Regions from separate parts of the Mus musculus genome. Here regions 2, 3, 4 and 5 are each linked to region 1. Evidence: chromatin contacts called from public HiChIP or PLAC-seq and promoter capture Hi-C data. All regions are on one chromosome and are shown on one strand. The core of a region is the stretch at or near the end of the contact, and the rest is flanking DNA. Distances in the headings are between cores, read along the strand shown. Region 1 holds the start of Impa1 (inositol (myo)-1(or 4)-monophosphatase 1). Region 2 overlaps Gm33169 (a long non-coding RNA gene). Region 3 overlaps Pag1 (phosphoprotein associated with glycosphingolipid microdomains 1). Region 4 overlaps Zfp704 (zinc finger protein 704). Region 5 overlaps Pag1 (phosphoprotein associated with glycosphingolipid microdomains 1).

What was found. Promoter capture Hi-C pulls out the DNA fragments that hold promoters and counts their contacts. HiChIP or PLAC-seq counts read pairs in DNA pulled down with a chosen protein or histone mark.
Region 2: a promoter capture Hi-C map of embryonic stem cells shows a contact between it and region 1, with 3 times the contacts expected there. The contact joins the enhancer-like site here to the promoter of Impa1 in region 1. A contact is called at or near these places in 2 of 39 promoter capture datasets (embryonic stem cells and pre-B cells) and 2 of 115 datasets of contacts at active chromatin or transcription factors (both in embryonic stem cells).
Region 3: a contact with region 1 is called in an H3K4me3 HiChIP or PLAC-seq map of bone marrow-derived macrophages, with 11 times the contacts expected there. The contact joins the enhancer-like site here to the promoter of Impa1 in region 1. A contact is called at or near these places in 1 of 39 promoter capture datasets (cranial neural crest), 1 of 15 datasets of contacts at CTCF or cohesin (the NIH/3T3 cell line), 6 of 115 datasets of contacts at active chromatin or transcription factors (astrocytes, bone marrow-derived macrophages, pro-B cells and 1 more) and 2 of 9 other capture datasets (adipose tissue and liver).
Region 4: a contact with region 1 is called in an H3K4me3 HiChIP or PLAC-seq map of bone marrow-derived macrophages, with 7 times the contacts expected there. The contact joins the enhancer-like site here to the promoter of Impa1 in region 1. A contact is called at or near these places in 4 of 39 promoter capture datasets (the HPC-7 cell line, embryonic stem cells, liver and 1 more), 2 of 115 datasets of contacts at active chromatin or transcription factors (bone marrow-derived macrophages and large pre-B cells) and 1 of 9 other capture datasets (macrophages).
Region 5: a promoter capture Hi-C map of neural stem cells shows a contact between it and region 1. The contact joins the enhancer-like site here to the promoter of Impa1 in region 1. A contact is called at or near these places in 8 of 39 promoter capture datasets (the 3T3-L1 cell line, 3T3-L1-derived adipocytes, the C10 cell line and 5 more), 1 of 15 datasets of contacts at CTCF or cohesin (the NIH/3T3 cell line), 12 of 115 datasets of contacts at active chromatin or transcription factors (the NIH/3T3 cell line, T-cell acute lymphoblastic leukemia, astrocytes and 5 more) and 2 of 9 other capture datasets (adipose tissue and liver).

Annotation. Positions count from the first base shown.
Region 1 is chr3:10,329,922-10,333,092 of GRCm38.p6, forward strand. Impa1 (inositol (myo)-1(or 4)-monophosphatase 1) reads right to left here and starts at 1,518. Exons shown (of 9, transcript NM_018864.6): 1 at 1,401-1,518. Slc10a5 (solute carrier family 10 (sodium/bile acid cotransporter family), member 5) reads right to left here. Exons shown (of 1, transcript NM_001010834.2): 1 at 1,813-3,171.
Region 2 is chr3:9,646,584-9,650,109 of GRCm38.p6, forward strand. Gm33169 (a long non-coding RNA gene) reads right to left here. Exons shown (of 6, transcript XR_878676.2): 5 at 2,861-2,975; 6 at 1,029-1,570. Among named protein-coding and RNA genes, the nearest start is that of Gm33169, 15 kb to the right of the region's middle. Within about 2 kb of position 1,943, at least 50 of the 459 cell types and tissues checked have an H3K27ac peak or open chromatin away from gene starts, as enhancers often do. A contact at or near this core is called in embryonic stem cells, where this site is marked.
Region 3 is chr3:9,724,115-9,727,722 of GRCm38.p6, forward strand. All of the region lies in intron 3 of Pag1 (phosphoprotein associated with glycosphingolipid microdomains 1), which reads right to left. Among named protein-coding and RNA genes, the nearest start is that of Gm33169, 63 kb to the left of the region's middle. Within about 2 kb of position 1,302, at least 48 of the 459 cell types and tissues checked have an H3K27ac peak or open chromatin away from gene starts, as enhancers often do. A contact at or near this core is called in adipose tissue and bone marrow-derived macrophages, where this site is marked.
Region 4 is chr3:9,554,684-9,558,026 of GRCm38.p6, forward strand. The region is part of intron 2 of Zfp704 (zinc finger protein 704); the gene reads right to left. Among named protein-coding and RNA genes, the nearest start is that of Zfp704, 54 kb to the right of the region's middle. Within about 2 kb of position 1,913, at least 8 of the 459 cell types and tissues checked have an H3K27ac peak or open chromatin away from gene starts, as enhancers often do. A contact at or near this core is called in bone marrow-derived macrophages, where this site is marked.
Region 5 is chr3:9,703,832-9,707,339 of GRCm38.p6, forward strand. Pag1 (phosphoprotein associated with glycosphingolipid microdomains 1) reads right to left here. Exons shown (of 9, transcript NM_001195031.1): 4 at 2,252-2,458; 5 at 873-924. The coding sequence starts at 2,382. Among named protein-coding and RNA genes, the nearest start is that of Gm33169, 42 kb to the left of the region's middle. Within about 2 kb of position 1,365, at least 124 of the 459 cell types and tissues checked have an H3K27ac peak or open chromatin away from gene starts, as enhancers often do. A contact at or near this core is called in T-cell acute lymphoblastic leukemia, bone marrow-derived macrophages and neural stem cells, where this site is marked.

The DNA of each region.
Region 1 (3,171 bases), core at 268-2,767:
ACACTAACGTGGGCCCCTAGCCCAGGGAAGCATGGAAGTGCTCATGCCCAGGAAAGGTGGCCGCTCTGCCTGCTTCCCAGGACAAGTCACACCCTGTGCTTCCCCTGTAAGAGCGTCAGGTACACGGAGAAGCGCAGGGACACAGAGCAGACAGACACAACCAGATGCTGCTGGCTACGGCTTCACCTTCCTTCTTATTGATATAAGGTGGGCTTCAAGCTTTGAGCATCCTCGCTTAGTCTTCAGAATGCTGGTGGGATTACAGACATTTGCCCTCACGCCTAAGCGCCTTTTCCTGTGATCCAAGCGTCCAAGCAAGCATATAAAAGGCGCTTTGAGTTATAGAATAAACTCCTTACAGCTCTTCAAGAATGCTTTCCAAACTTGGTCACACTTGTTCTTACTGCTCTCTTCTATTCTGTCACAACTGGACATTCTTGGGCTGGGCTTGCCTCCTCACCACTTGCTTCCTCAAGCCACTCACACTTTACCTTGTGACAACATGAACAGAACACCTCCTGACTCCCCAGGACTGTTTCAAAAGCCATCCATCGAATCTTCAACCCAACAGATATCAAGCAATAGACAGTTGCAGAAAAACTGCTGTTGCTATGCAACATTTGGTCATTTATAATGCATGCTACATCTTCTTAATCAGTTCTAATATTCCTTGAGGAAAGGAGGCTGATAAATAAAAATTTCTGAGGTGCCCTAAAATGTAGAGGTCCAGAAGAGGGAAGACACAAGGGAAGTTAATTAGGTAACAGTTCTCTGGGGTTTGTTCTGGCTTTGTGGAGCATGGTGGGGGGCAAGAATAGAGACTTTAAAAGCCTGTGCCTTGAAATTCAATTATAGCGTTAGCTCATCAGAGGCACTTTTTTAGCTTTGTTGCTGGTAGTTTACAAAATGTGCCCCAAGTCTTGGTCCATTTCCTAGCTGATATATATTAATGGCTCAATAAACCCTTTTATTTCAAAGACCTTTGCTTCAAGACTTGTTTTCACGGGGGTCATATTCTATCACCCTCACTTTGGGAACAAAATCATACAGACTTAAAATTGTTTCTATCCTATACAGGCCCCGCTCCCGACGCAGGACATCACCGGACCTGGTCTTGTTCACCCCTAATCCTGTAAATTCGTGAGCCAGGGAACTTGCCGTGTAGAGCCCTGAGGGCTTGGGCAGAGCCGGGCTCATTCTGCGACACAGAACCTCAGAGATCGAGGACCGCCTGGCGAACCCGCTCGGCTGTTTCCGGAGCGCTACGGAGAGCACCGCCGGGAGGAGGGCCCGGCAGGCGCCCCGGCCCAGCATGGGGAGAGCTTGTCTGCAGCCCGCACAACCCCCCGCCTCGGCCACCGAATAACGCTGCACGGAAGCCAGGGACAGAACCGACTCACCTCGCGCGAGCGCACCGCGATCGATGCTCAACCGCCGGCGTCCGAGGGCTCGGTTCTTCGGCTCTTCCGGAGGTAACGGGGATTGCTCCGACAGGAAGTCCCGCCCCATTAAAACCCCGCCTTCACGTCTTCGCTCAGACTGGAGGTGTAAGCCGGGCCGAATTTGCCTTTGTAAGGGCTGGTCCGGTTGAAGTTACCGTGTTCTGGCATTCTCCTGCATACCCTTTCTTCTCTAAGAATCCCGTTTTCAAATCTCCACTTTTGTCTTTATTAGTTTATTTTTTTATTAGTTTATATCATATATGTTATATATTAGTGAAATTAAATATATATAATATATTATATATTATATATTAAATTATATATAAATTATATTAGTTAAATTTCTTTATTAGTTTATATTTTCCCATTTCCCATTCTGCTCTTCGGCTACAGCTAAATTGGAGTTGTGACTGTCATTGGGCACTCTCATTTGTTAAACCTGTAAGCCTAAAGGAGATTTTTATTTTTATTTTTTGCACCAACTCTCTTCTCCATAATTCACTTAGATACAGGTTGTTTGTTGTGGACTTGACGGCGGCAGGCAGTTGCTCTCCGCACCTGCAGCCCTCAATACTAAGGACCATAGGCTTTGTAAATACTATACAAGCACCCTGTCTTTGAGCCGCTTTCAAAGGCGTCGATTTTTAGCAGTGTTCCATTATGTAGCATAGGTTGGCTTCTGAAGTCTTTGAGCATCCTGCCTCCACTTTCGGGCTACAGGCACCTGCCACCACACCAGACAGCACTTGTGCTCTTACGTGCTTAAACATAAGTGTTAGAACGGTTTCATGAAGAGTCCCTGCACAATACAGATGAGGAAAACAAAGCTTGGAGAAGTCAGGGGATTTGTCCCAAACTCACACAACAAGAGCATAGCACCCTGACTCCAAAATCCGCAGAGAATCTTCATGGCTCAACCACTTGCTCTGGATGACCAACAAAGGCTAGTTTATGGTTCTTAAAATGTTTCCTCACGTGGAACAGTACCATGGTAAGTATGTTACTTTTAAGTGGAACTCTATCCAGATGACCTACCCACAAGATGACCACAATGCCCTGGCATAATTACTTGTGAAGTGATTGGTTCTCAGGAATCAAAACAAGAAATTATCAACAACATGTAACATGTCTCAGAGATGAGTGGCAGGGACAGCAAATCGGATTGATAAACCCACAAAGACAAAATGAGTCTACTCTTCTGAAGCCTGCTGCCTTAAGACACTGATGTGGGTGTCTATCACATACTCATGGTTTTTTGCTCTTCCACAAAAGACCTTCAAGAGCTTGGTTTTGGGGTCCTCTATTATCAGTTGTTTGAAAATAAAAATCTTATCAAATGCATGCTGTATGAGTGAAAGAGCCTCCCCTGACATTGCAAAGCAGGACAGATGAGGGACCAGGTATCAGATGTCTTTACATTAAATGATCGCTAGCTTCCTCCATCAGATGAGCAGGACTCCATGGGGCTCATTGCAGCCTCTGCTGCTTCTTCCTTGCTACAGTCAGGTAACTCAGCACAATCCATTCTCCTGCCAAGTGCCTGCTGAAAGCCAAGCGCACAAAGGAGTCTGATGTTCTGATTCCGTTATAGCAGCACTGACTGCAGGCTGGTGTCACACAATACAGAACCCTGTTGCTGAGTGTGTGGAGGTGGCTCTGATGTCTATAGAGACCTCCATACATGACAAGAAGAAAACTCTAAGCACACACAAACATGTACACTCACATG
Region 2 (3,526 bases), core at 693-3,192, 680 kb before region 1:
ACCCTTTAGAAGTGGTTTGGCTGCCAGGCAGTGGTGGCGCACGCCTTTAATCCCAGCACTTGGCAGGCAGAGGCAGGTGGATTTCTGAATTCGAGAGTGAGTTCCAGGACAGCCTGTCTCGAAAAACAAAAACAAACAAACAAAAGAAGTGGTTTAGCTAAGGAGTGGAGAGGTACGTGAGAAATACAGACAACCTGCAGAGGACTGAAAGCTGCCGGTGCCAGCAAATCTGCCCTACAACTGGTGGGGGTAGAAGACGGAAAATAAGAACATTAGGCAAAGGAACTTTCTTCACACTGCATACTGCTATGAGAGAAAACACTCCAGATTTAAGAGTTTGTTCCTGTATTAGGTTTATCTTTGTGTGTTGTCTGTGTGCACATGCGCATGCGTCCTTGGAACTGGAGTTCCAGGCAGTGGTAAATATAGCAGCGTGGTGCTGGGAAAAGAACTTGTGTCCTCCTTAAAAGCAGAATATTAGTTACTTTCCTTTGCTGTGATAATATCTGATAATGAAGAGAGCACAGGGAGGAGTTTATGCTCCCAGAGGGAGAGTCCAGAGTAAAGGGAAGGTATGGCAGCCGGCCATAGGAGCAGCCAGCTGAGTGGCCAGATCTTAAACCACAACAGCAAGCAGAGAGAACAGGAAGTGGACAAGCTTGTGAGCCCTTCAGAACTTACCCCAGAGGCATACTTCCCCCAGCAAGGCTGGACCACCTCCCCAAACAGCAGCACCACGTAGGGACCAAGCATTCAAGTACCTGCGCCCATGGAGCCATTGCTCACTCAAACCACTACAAGTTACAAGTTACAGAGGGTGAAGGTGTCATTAGCCTCTGAGTCATTTCTCCAGCCCGCTCGGCTCACTTTTATTTTAGACTTGGCTCTAGGCTCCTGTATTCATAGTTCATGGGATTATCTGTGATAAAACTGTTTTTAAGAAATGACGTATTTCTCAGATAACGTTGTTAGAAGCTTTACATAATATTGTAACTTGCTTTCCTTTATTTCTGGATCTAGGTCAAGATATTTAATGACCATCCTGCTGGAGCTACTGGGTGTGGAGGAAAGTGTTTTAGTTGAATAGGGACACATGAACAATGTTATCTTAATTGTGCAGTGTGCTATATCTGCTGGCTCTGTTTTACTGGTTAAGCAACAGTTTTACAGGAAAATAACTAATAAAATATTCAGTTTCTTCATTAGAAAGTTGAAAGGCATCAGACTTTTCAAGTGCAGAGCACTGATAATGAGACAGAGATTGTTTTTTTTGTTTTTAAGTCCAATAGCATTCCGGAGCTAATATGCATAATATCGGAAATTCACAGCTCACTGAAAACACTCAATAGTAGATCTGATCAAGTAGAATAATTGGTGATTTGAAGGTAGGGTGATGGAGACTGTCCATCCAGAGAAGGAGAGACAGTACCATGAAAACTCACAAGGACCACTGTGCACACGCGCCAGAGGAGGGACCGCTCAGCCCTCCCGCACGGACAGGAGTGGATGGGCGGTGAGGAGGTGCTTGTGGGGGAACAGGGTAACTGTGGAATGGATGTGGGTTTTCCTTCTGAGGAGACAGGAAAAAAAAAAAAAACACTAGACTGCACACTTTGAAATGGTAAATTTTATATTCTATAACTTTCATTTTTAAAAAAGAAAAGATATGGAGAAAATGTAGATAAATAATGCTACGTGCTGACTGACAATTATAAGAAAATTACCATTTCTAGAGGTGCTGTTTTTCAGCTTTTTGTTACCCTTAATTTGCTGCCATTTCTTTTACTCTAAAGATGCTCTTCCTAAATAACGTATTTTATACATTTTCTCCCAAAAAGGTTCTTGCACCTGATGAAGCTTCTGGACGCACAAACCAGGATGCCCCAGAAGCTTGTCACCAAAGGAACTCTGTCACCAAACAGGGTGTGCCTGTGCTTAGGGGCCCTTGCTCTCAGCAGCTCCGGGAACGCTCCCCTCCCCCACCCAGTCCTCAGGCTCCTCCTGAGAGCCGCTTCTATTCCTTCTCACATCTTACATGGCTCTAATCCTCACTCAGCTTTCTACGGCCCCTCTAGTCCGCTGCTGTCCCCAGATTGTTGCAGAGTTGTTTGCTTTTTTTTTTTTTTAAGATTAAAAATTTTTTTAACGTATATGAGTACACTGTAACTGTTTTCAGACACACCAGATAAAGGTGTCAGATCCCATTACACATGATTGTGAGCCACCATGTGGTTGCTGGGAATTGAACTCAGCACCTCTGGAAGAGCAGTCAGTGCTCTTAACCGCTGAGCTCAGTCCCAGAGCTGTTTTTAAAGTTATTTACTTATTAGTGGTTTGCTTGTTTACATACTGTCCTATTTATTTATTTATTTATTTATTTATTTATTTATTTTGGTTTTTTGAGACAGAGTTTCTCTGTATAGCCCTGGCTGTCCTGGAACTAACTCTGTAGACCAGGCTGGTCTCGAACTCAGAAATCTGCCTGCCTCTGCCTCCCTAGTGCTGGGATTAAAGGCACATACTGTCCTTGTAGCCCAGGCCAACCTTGAAGTTACTGAATAGTTGAGGGTGACCTTGAACCTCTGAACCTCCTACCTCTGCTGGGATCATAGGCAAGGGCTACCCCAGGGAGGCCTGGCTGCTCCCGAGTTTCACAACGCACTCATTTCCAGTGGCCCTTCAACTACAGGGTTATGGTCCTGTAACTCTCCTCCCTTCCTTCTGACTTCTGCTGAGGAGCCCTCCAGCATCCATCCCAACCTCTCTGTTCCTCTCCCTTTTCACCTTTCTGTCAAAGAAAGGGCCTTCTTCAAACTGTGCCAGCACCCGCCCCATCCCCCTGAACTCAGAGCATGGTTACCTGTGTGCAGTTCATCTCCCTCACTCTGGACTCTTCACCTCTCTGGATCCAGCTCTAGGGTGGTCCTCGGAAAGGCGTCCCACTTCCCTTTGTAACACAGATGTCCCCCGCTGACCTTGGTAAAAAGCAATGAGCATTTTAAACAGTTCATAACTGTTCATCATCAGGAAGAGTAACTTGCACTCTTTCTGTGTGTATGAATGAATAAAGACATTTATATGAATTCATGGGTTTGTATATGTCTACAGAATAGTATGTATGCTTTCAATTTATTTTCTCAAGAACTAGTCACATTCATTTGCATTTGGAAGTCCCTGTGTTTTGCTTATAGTGTATGCACAGCCCTGTATTTTTACACAGGGAGATGACACTTGTGGAGTAGAATTCTTTTCTTTAAGGGTATCAGTCACTGAAAAATAAAACCACCATCAGAATATGATTAAGACTATTAATGTTAGAAGTAAGTGTCTTAAGAAGACAAGGGACTTTTGCCATCCCAGTGGGAGACCCTGGAACCTCCTGTTCTCTTCTTCCACTGGACAAGGGCTGCAGTGATGTGAGTGTTCTCACTGCCCACATGGTTTCTGTTGTCAGGATGGACAGTGAGGCTGCAGCTCTGTGACACAGCAGTATTAAAATGTGACAGGAAACACTTTGCTTCCTCTC
Region 3 (3,608 bases), core at 52-2,551, 610 kb before region 1:
CCCAGTAAGTACACTACTTCCTGCAACTTCCCGTGCTGATTTAATACAGCCTTCTATTCTGATAACAATTTACAATTTATCATTTGAAATGAACAGAGAATATGAGAAATCATCAGATTCCTGCACATGTAGATTCTTTAATGTAATTTTAAAAAATAATACTTATTTTGTGACCTCGCATGTATGTGGAAGTAAACTTGTAGGAATTGGTTCCCTATTTCCACCCGTGGGTTCCAGGGGTCAGGTACAGCATTGGTCTTAACCACTGAGCAACCTTGCTAGCCCTCTCCACACCGAGCTTTTGAGGGCAGGGGCTCACTCTGAAGCCAGTGAGTAGTCTGTCGTGGTGAAGAGGCACAGGCAGGCGCTGCATTGTGAAGGCACGGGGTTAGGTGTGCGAGTGTACTGGGATCTGACCTGACCTAAGCTCAGCTCTAACCCAGCCCTGTTGCTACTGCTTCAGTATTTCTCAGACGAGCAAATGATATTCCTCAGTCAAGCCACTGGACAGGACAGAATGTTATCTTCTCAAACTGTGTCCTTCAAGTTTCTTTTCGTGGGACACTTTGTAGCAGCAACAAGAAAAGTAGCCAATACTCTCATAGCAACCACATAATGAATGGATCCCTTTGCAGTTTGAGTCCTCCCCCAGTGAGGGAGCACGGAAGCTCTTCAGAGCCAACCCTGGCTCTTTCCCTTACTTTGCTCTCTCCTCCTCTCTACTACCTTCTTCTCTGTGAGTTTACAAGCATGGCTTAATTCCCATCATTTTGCCTTGGTGCTGAGTATAGACACCTACTTGTGGGGCTCTGTATCCAGTTTGCACCTGAGCCGCTCTTCCTGGTGTCTTCCAGGCTGAGACCTCCACCAGCCTTCAGCTAGTTATACTAGATTGAATCCGAGGTTAGCCTAGCTCTGCCTCTCTCGGCTTACTCTCCTATCTACTCCATCTTCGAGCTCCTCAATGTCGCTATTTTGTACACTACTTTAAAGTCATTCTCTTCAGCTTACCCTGGTCTCTTCATTTCCAGGGCTGTATTCCCTTGTTCTCCCAACCATCATCTTAGCATGAAAGGAACCTATTTATTGGTCCCTGCCTTCATACTGCTGACCTCAACCTCAGTCAGACAGCTATCTTTAAATGGGAAGTTTGATCACACCACAGCTTAGGGCCTTTAACGTTTTCCCACTGTTCAAGAGATAAAGCAAAGGAAATCGTAAGCAGCCTGCTACTTCCCGAAAGCTTCTCCTTTCCGCACACCGCCCTTACATCATCCTGCTCACTCATTGCCAGCCACTCCCGACACTGCCTGCATCTCTGGGACTTCAGCAGCCCACACTGGCTTTCCCCAGTTCAGGTCCACATTGCATCAGAACAGAAGGAATCTACATTTAAGGTCACTGCCAATAGCTTCTATGTTTCCCTCTTTCACAACACCATGCTTTTCTATGCCCACATATGTGTGGGACACAGACAGACTGTGTGGCACCCCTACCAGGAGATCAAACCCAAGTCAGGAGTCAGGAGACCCTGCAGCCTCATCAATGGTCAGCAGCGGTTTCACCTTCTGTCATATGTGGTCCATCTTGTTGACTCTGGAGCCTATGTCTGGGTTTAGTTTTAGTTTCTGCTTGCATAATTGCTTGGAAAGTAGGGAGTTAGGATAGGGTCCATTTCCTCAAAAGATTATTGTGCAAGAGACACTTAATCATTCTCTGAACCTGAATGTACAAATGTCACAGAACAGTTCAGTTAATCCTACATTCCACTCATCTGCGTGTGCAGTGTATGCAAGTGTGTGCCTATGTGAAGCCCAGAGGTTCTGCCCCACTGCTCTCTGCTTTACTCCCTTAAGGCAGAGTCTGCCTTTGAACCTAGAGCAAGGCTGGAGGCCAGCAAAACTCAGCAATCCCCTGCCTCTTCTCTTTGTAGTGCTGGGCTTACAGGTATCTATGCCCATGCATGGCTTTTTCATGTGGGTGCTGGGATCTGAACTCAGGTTTTCATGTTCGTACAGCAAGTGCTGTACCCACCGAGTTGTCTTTCTGCCTCACTTCCTTCATTTTATAGCAGATTGTAAGGAGACAGTGACAGTCACCACATCACTCACAGAACAGTGTGTGACAGGGCTCAAGGGGGCTACAGGTGGATGTGAGAACTGGATGCAAGCCAAGCGTCCTGAGCCACTCACACCCGCAGATACTCTTCATGCATGCACTTACACCCTCTCACTCATGTACTCACTCATGCACTAATGCATTCACTAGCTCACTCACTCACACACTCATTCACACACACTCAGACTCACTCACACATACTCACACAGTTCTTCACATACCCACACACTTACATATACACTCACACTTCTTCACACACTCACACACTCAGTTATGCACTCACATACTTAGTCACATACTCACTCAGTCACGCACTTACACACTCGCTCACTAAAGAGCCAACTTTGCATCCCTCATCCATCAAGTCATGTAGTGAGATGACCTTAGTTTTGCAGACTGTCAGCATTATTAAACATTTTCATAAACTTTCCTTTCTTAGTAATTCAAAATTTGAAAACTTAGTTAATTTTTGTCTTAAAACTATCTTGGGTGTTTTATAAAATGGATCAATATGACAGAGAGATGAAGTGGCAGAGAATTCTACCGAGGTGAAGGGCTATCTCTCTGCTCGTGACAATCTCTGAAGTCTATACTTCCTCCTCCTTTTGTGTTTAGATTAGAAAACATGTGTGTCTACGAAGTGAAGCCCTTATTAATGAGACAGGGCTCACAGATTGAACAACATAAACTCCAGTGCCCAGCAGGCAATAGCAACAATGATGCAGTCAGTGAATAGTTAGCCATGATTCTCACTTTTGTTTAAAGACAAAACTCATTATATATAGTATTTTTAACACTAAAAAAACATGGTGTGGAGGAAGAGAAAAAAAGAAAAGAAAAAATAAGAGTTTGATGAAGATTCAACTTTGATTGTTAGGGAGTAAGACTTGGAGGAGGCTGAGGCAAGCTGTTTCTCAGCACCACCCATACTGGGTACTGGATGCTAAGTGCGTAGTGTGGTGGGGGCATGTCTGGAATTCTCATACAGGAGAGTTGCATGTAGGAGGATCATGAATTCATGGTCAGGCCAATCTGGACTCTATGAGCTCTGTCTCCAAGTGGGAGTGAGGGAAGAAACAGACAAAGAGGAAGGGCGGGAGAAAGGGAGTGGGGAAGAGGGAAAGAGGGAGAAGGGGAGAGATCTCCACACATGACAAAACTCTTTAAGTTTCTGAAGGAGAACAGTGGTTAATGTCTCACTGTGAGATGTATGAACACTGGCTGTGTGAGAAAGAACTAGCACTTCTGTCTTAGCTGTCTAAAGTGTAGGAGTCAAACACTCACTAAGCTCACGGAGGGTTCTCGTCTGTAGAGTGTTAATGTCTCACTGTGAGATGTGTGCACTTATGTCTTAGCTATCTAAAGTGTAGGAGTCAAACACTCACTAAGCTCATGGAGGGTTCTCATCTCTGTAGTTCCCAACAGCTTTCAACACTCACACTTAGTACAAAGGCCAACACTGAAAATCTCATGCCATTTAGGGACTCTGG
Region 4 (3,343 bases), core at 663-3,162, 770 kb before region 1:
GTAAGGGTCACCACTGTGGGGACAGCAGGGTGCATGGTAACTGAGGTAAGTTCTCTCAAGCCCTGGAAAGGAAGCTGTTTCTGTGTTTTTAAAGAACTAAAATTGGGACTGACACCTGCTTAACCATCTGACTCGGATGGAATTTAAACAGCCTTGTAACAAGATACAAAATATAACCTGTTAGGGGCCACACCAGAGCCAGCTGAAGATTTCCAACAGAAGCTATTTAATTGTATGTGCCCTCACCCCCTAACCCTACACACTTGTTCTCCGTACCTACCAGGCCTCACACACTGACACCAAGAGAGAAGTCTACTCCTAATAGTAGGTGAGACGTTTTCTTCATGTATGAGAAAGGAGAAGAAATGAAGAGAGAAACTGGTGCCTTGACAAGATAAGACAGGCTGTGATGCCAATCTTGCCCACGCTGCCCGTCAGGCTGACTGCTGCCAGTCACCAGCAGCCATACCCATGCCCAATAGCTGATGCCTCCTGTAAGACACAGGGCAGCTTCTTAAGGCACAGCACGCAACCGACAGTACAAAACACCACTGAGAACCTCATTACCTGGTGAGAAACTACTTGAGATATTTTTTATGATTTATTTATTTACTTTATGTATATGAGTACACTGTAGCTGTCTTCAGACACACCAGAAGAGGGCATCAGATCCCATTACAGATGGTTGTGAGCCACCATGTGGTTGCTGGGAATTGAACTCAGGACCTCTGGAAGAACAGTCAGTGCTCTTAACCACTGAGCCATCTCTCCAGCTCTTGAGATATGTTTTACTAAATTTAGTACTTATATTTATTTTAGCTGATCTTTTCTCCCTGTGTTTATGTTGTGACTACAGACTGTGTCTGACAGTGAGATTTCTTCTGGCCAGCGTTACTGAGTCCTATGTTTTCCTTTTTGAGAGGCTGATACCAGGGCAACCATGATACCACTCAGTTATAGCACCAGTTCTTCAAGTGTGAGGAAAAAAACTAAGAGTGAGTGAGTGAGTGAGTGAGTGAGTGTGTGTGTGTGTGTGTGTGTGTGTGTGTGTGTGTGTGTATGAGAGCAGGAGCAGGACCGAGGGAGGAAGGAGGGAGAGGAGAGAAGAAGGAGGGGAAGGGGGAGGGGAGGGGCAGGAGAGGAGGAGGAGGGGAGGGGGAGGGAGAGGAGGAGGAGGGAGGGAGAGGGAGTATGAGCGCCAAGGTAAAGGCCAAGGCCCCACCTTGTCCCCGTGTTCTTCATCCACTAGGCTTGGATGGTTAAAGTTACTGCCAAGGACATCCCACAGAAGGCTCCACTAGTTACACATGATAGAAACGATGCCTGCAAGAGTTCCATCCCTCAGAATTTTGCTTCATAACTATTCAGTTTGATCCAGAGAGAAGAGCCTAATGCTCTCCATTCAAAGCGCAATTCTCAGCAGGTGCAAATTTTAATGTGGTAGCAATCTGTATTCAAGAGTAAATGGTTACAGTATACAGCTATTGGCAAATAGTTATTATTTAAAATCAGCAATAAGGACAGTATAAAGCTCTTTTTAAAACACACCCACTAGTATCTACCCACTCTTTCCTCTTGCCCAAAAATTCATAAGGCAATTTGGGTCACAAAGCACAGGCTTTCTTACATTACGAAATGAAGGCCATATCAGTACCATCACTGTTAGTAAGACAAAGGGCAGTGCGAGCAGGACGGTTCCTCTGCCTCTGCCTCAGCTTCCATGGCTCTGCTGGGAGCGTGGGAGGAGCTGAGAGAGGGCAGCAGGTCTACACTTAAATCTCAGAAATCACCTACGAGCATCTGACAGGAAGAGATACTTAAAACAAACAGAAAGCCCAGCATTCTAGTTCCTGGATTTGTTCCTGCTGAAGAAGAGAGCAGTGAATGACTTCCCTTCGCAGGGTGGTTTCAGATCTCTAGTTCCCTGGAAGGTTGACTCCGGGTGACTGAAGACACTTAGAAAGCACATGTGCCTCTCTGTGCTTGACCTGCTCACTGGCTTTAGAGTACAAATCTCAGCACCATGCCTTTAATCCCAGCACTCAGGAGGCAGAGGCAGGTGGATTTCTGAGTTCGAGGCCAGCCTGGTCTACAAAGTGAGTTCCAGGACAGCCAGGGCTATACAGAGAAACCCTGTGTCCAACCAAAAAACAAATCTCAGCACAAAGAGGCAGGTGTGTGCAGATTCCAGGAGCTTTCTGACTTTGTGCAGCTTAGAGAGGCAGCAGGTACTCACAGACTAGAGTTTCTGAGACAGTAGGACAAGAGAGTAGGCAGGAAGGAGTTTCTTAGAAAAGATAGTTTTCTCTTTATTGACATTCTGTCAATGACCTAGGAGAGCCACAAATCATAGTCTTAGTGTTTCTCTAACATGAGTGAGTATATTTGTATTATTCTTATGTATGTGTTTTAAAGAAAATGTGTTTAAAAACAATTTAAAATGTCAAAGCGGCCTTTCTCAGTGGTCTCGTATTGGCTACCAAGCTGGGAACCTGAGAAGCTCCTGATGTGTATGAAATATTACATCTTTTACCCAGGAGCTGGTGGGCTTAACTGAGCTTCAGGAAATAAAAGACAGCAATTTTGAAGGCAGGTATTATGGCTCGCGTGAGTACTGGGGACGCTGTGGTGGAAGGAACAGTCCACTTTCAAGACCAGCCTGGGCTGCAGAGCAAGACCATATCTCAAATAATAAATATGTGACGGAACGTTTTACTTCATTTACTTCCAAGCTTGCCACAGGGGACCATGCTCTAAGGGACACTGGATAGGAAGTAGCCAAAGTAGCACTGGGTTTTTACTGTGCGCATGGAATGTGGTTTACAGATGAGGTTACTTTCCGACTTAGAACTCAAGGGTTCCAGAAGATGGATATGACAGTCCATGCCTTTGATGCATCTTTTCCTGAGGCAGAAGCAGAAAGCTCTCTGGAGTCTGAGGCCACCCTGGTCCACATAATGAGACACTTTTAGAAGGATATACATACATGCACACACACATACATACATGCACACACACATACATACATACATACACACACACATACATACATACATACACACACACTCTCAGAGACAGACACAAACAACACACAGACAAACACACACTCAGAGAAGGACAACATGCACACAGAGAGACAAACATACACAAACACACACACTCATATTCATACACAGAGATACACACATACACACACACACTCAGAGAAGGACAACATGCACACACATGCACACACACAGAGACAAACATACACAAACACATACATTCACACACTGTCACAGAAACAGACACACAGACTGATAGATAGATACACACACACACACACACACACACACACACACAC
Region 5 (3,508 bases), core at 115-2,614, 630 kb before region 1:
GGGGTTCAGGCAGCCTGGTACCTCACGCATGTGCTCTGAACATGCTTGCTGGGTGCAAACAGCCCAGGCCCCCCAGAGTTTAAATGCATATGTGCTTCCTGGCTGGGAGCAGGAAGCGCCCTCTCTCCTAGACCTGCCCTGGGGCCCAGCGGGAGCTCAACCCAGCCCTGCAGACACAGCTGCTGAGGCTGCTGCCACTTAAGGGCACAACAAAAGGTCACCACCCAGGTGGACAGCTCTCTCCTTGAGACTGCTGGGTCTCTCAGGATCCCATCAAATGCTGACGATCCGATAACGCACCAAGGCCAAGCTATGCTGTGGGCTCCAGGCCCCGATGAATGGCTGCAGCGCCACCCAAATGCATGCCAAAATCTCAGTCCCTAGTGCCACAGCCTAACCTCATCTGAAAGCAGGGCTATTTCAGATGGCACTAGTTAGGACTGAAGTCAGAGAGGTACAGTTGCTATCTTGGCTTCAAGACATACATTCAGAGAGGGAAGGTGACAGCAAGGACTAGGTGGGTGTGCACTAAGGAGCTGAGTTTGGGAACAGATCTAGCTCTGGAAGGGGCTCGTGTGACAACACTGAATGCTGGACTCTGCTCTCCAGAGCAGAGAGACAAGAAATCTTAGATGAATTGTCTAGTTGTTCCTTGTGACAGCCCTCCCAGACCAGGAGGGGCATGAAGACATCTCTGCAGAAGCTACCCTGAACACTGGTCAAGCCAGGCTCCCAGCCGTACATACAGTATACAGAAAGCCACAGCTAATATCCATTTACGTCCCCATGCCAGCTTCAGTTGTGTCGAAAGCCAGTAGCGCCATGCCTGGAGAGGTGTACTCGGACAGACAGACAGCCACACCGAGGCTTACCACATTCATCAGGTTCTCATGGTCCCCGCTATGCTGCCGTGGCTTCTTCTCTCTGAAAGGGAGAAGAAAATACCATTCTGATGTCAAATGTGTCCCTTAAAGTGAAGTGGACACCATACTTCCCTAGCCTAACATTTATCAGCTCCGCCTCTCTGGTTTTATTAACCAGGTTAATAAAACTAGATCAGAAAAAGTCCTGACCTACAGCAAAGGCTGAGCCCGCTTCTGGCACACCCCTTCCCAGAGGGTCAAGTTCACTACGGGAGACAGCGGGCTGCAAGCAGGATCTGTCTGTGCCTGGAACACTCAGATGACAGACACTGCCTTTATTCTTTAGCAAATCCTAACAATGACCTCATCTTCTCCCTTAAGAGTCTGTGAAGTCACGTGCCGTAAGGGATGAGAGAAAATATGGGAGATACTACTTTGGCACATCAGGGAGGTGACATTCTCTCAGGATGAGTCATAGGTACTTCCAGTCTACGGAAAAGTCTGCCTAGTAAAAACAGAATGTGTTTTACACAGAACAGGCTAAAGAAAGCCATTGGTTGTAAAGACCACATTTCTATCTGTGGCGAGAAGAGGGTGACACCTAGCGGGAGAGTGAGTCATTACAGTAGCAGATTCTTGAAGTTTTGGGGAGCCAAGTCTAGTGTCTCTAGGCTTGTCCTGTCCTTCAAGACCTGAGTCCTTGCTTGGCAGGGACTAGGAGAGGCTGCAGAGGCCAGAGGGCATGGGTTTCTCTTTTTGACAGATTTTAGAATGGGATCCAAATCGAGAGAGTTGAGTATGGAGCTGGCTAAGCTGGTTCCCACTGGCTCCCAGCTAGACCAGAAGGCTGCACCCTGCATCATCTCTGACAGTTCTGGGCATCCGTCTTGGTTACAAAGAACTTCACTTCTCCCTGAGCCAAGGGAGACAAGTATAATGCTGAAAAAAAGAGAAAAAAGGCTTCCATTTTCAGTGAGCCTCTCTTGTAGGAAATACAAGCCTATGTCTTCCTAAAGGGCAGTTTATCACACACAGTTTTACTAATATGTGAGCTCTCCAGGCCACGCAATAGTGAGCACCCTCAGTGACTTCCCACTGTGGCAACAGGATGTAGTACCTCACACTTAGATTTCAGTATGCCCATGGCCAAAGACAGCACACAAAGACTGTGCTCAAAGAATTGCAGAATTCATTCCAGACATTTAGATAGGAAGGGCTCTTTGCTTTGCCCTCCAGGAAGATCAATAAGCATTTTCAATTGACGAATGAAGAATGCCCTTTGTGACCAACCCATGAATGTGGGCCAGGGAGGCTCTTAATAAAGAGGCTCCGTGGGACACAGGGAAAACAGCAGGTTTAGGCTCTAGAACATGCATGTTTGTTCTAACCTGTCGCAAGTGGAACACAGGAGGACGAGGAAGGTGATGAGGAAGAACATGGCCACGGCAGCCAGACTTCCCCACAGGACCATCTGCATCTGCATCTGCCCACTGCTCAGTACGCTTCCTGCAGGGCCCATGGTGGGAGCTGGGGTGACCAGCAGGTGGGGTCAGTTCTTCATAGGAGATCACATGGGTCTAGAAGGCTTCATCCTCCTGCAGAGAGAACGACACTACACGTTCAGAATCCCTTCCCGGGAAAGGCTGAGCAGTCCCGATATCAAGATCCCAAACCAGAAAGAACCCTGACCTGATTGCTGAGTGCTGCTGTGGTGCTGTCAGAAGCTTGAAATGCATGTGTGCTGAAACCATGTAAAATTACGGTTGTGTACGAGGAGACTCCGACAGCCACAGGAATGCCACGCTCACACCTGTGTCTTCTCTCCAGGTTAGCTACCTCTATTTCAGAATCTGAAAGGTCTCTAGCAGCACTTCACATAAGAAACACAGAGCCTCCCTGTCAGGAGCAAGGCCTCACAGCCGCCAGGGCGATGTTCACAGAAGGTAGGCGTGCCTGGAACCTGGCTGGCTCTCTTCAAGTCTGTGCTGTGATGTTTGATTTCCTCACATGGGATTTGACTGGGGATGCACCAGTGTGTAGCAGAGCATCCAAAGCAGTGGGTAGTTTATCATCTTAGTATGAGGAGTCAATAAAGACTTCCAGCACCCCAAAGCAAGCAAAATATGCTTGTTTGCGTTAATACGCCTTAGCCAAGGCAGTATGAAATGTTTGCTACACATGTGTATGTGCGTACGTAATTCCTAACTTTCAATTTTAAATTCATTTTTATTTATATAGGCGTTTGTGTGTGCGCGCGCATACATATGTATGTGCCCCATGGGACAACTGTGGAGGCTGTCAGGCGTGGTGGTGAGCATCTTTACATCTCAGCCATCTCACTGGTTTCCTAGACACATATTTTGCAAAATAGCAATTTCCTTCCCGTGCCTCTGTTTATCCCCGTAGCTCCTCAAGCCCTTTTCCTTAGAGCTAGAGATTAACCAGTGTCTATCTGTCTGTCTGTCTACACGCCCACAGACTGCTGCCCACTTAGAGTGTGGCTTCACTTTCAAGGAGGAGCTTTCACTGAGCTGATATTGGGTACCCAGCAAATTCACCTTCAGAGGAAAGGCTTGTGCTGAGGACACGACCTTAGCAGAGGGCAAGACCAATGTGTAAGGAACCACAGAGCAGGCATAAGACCC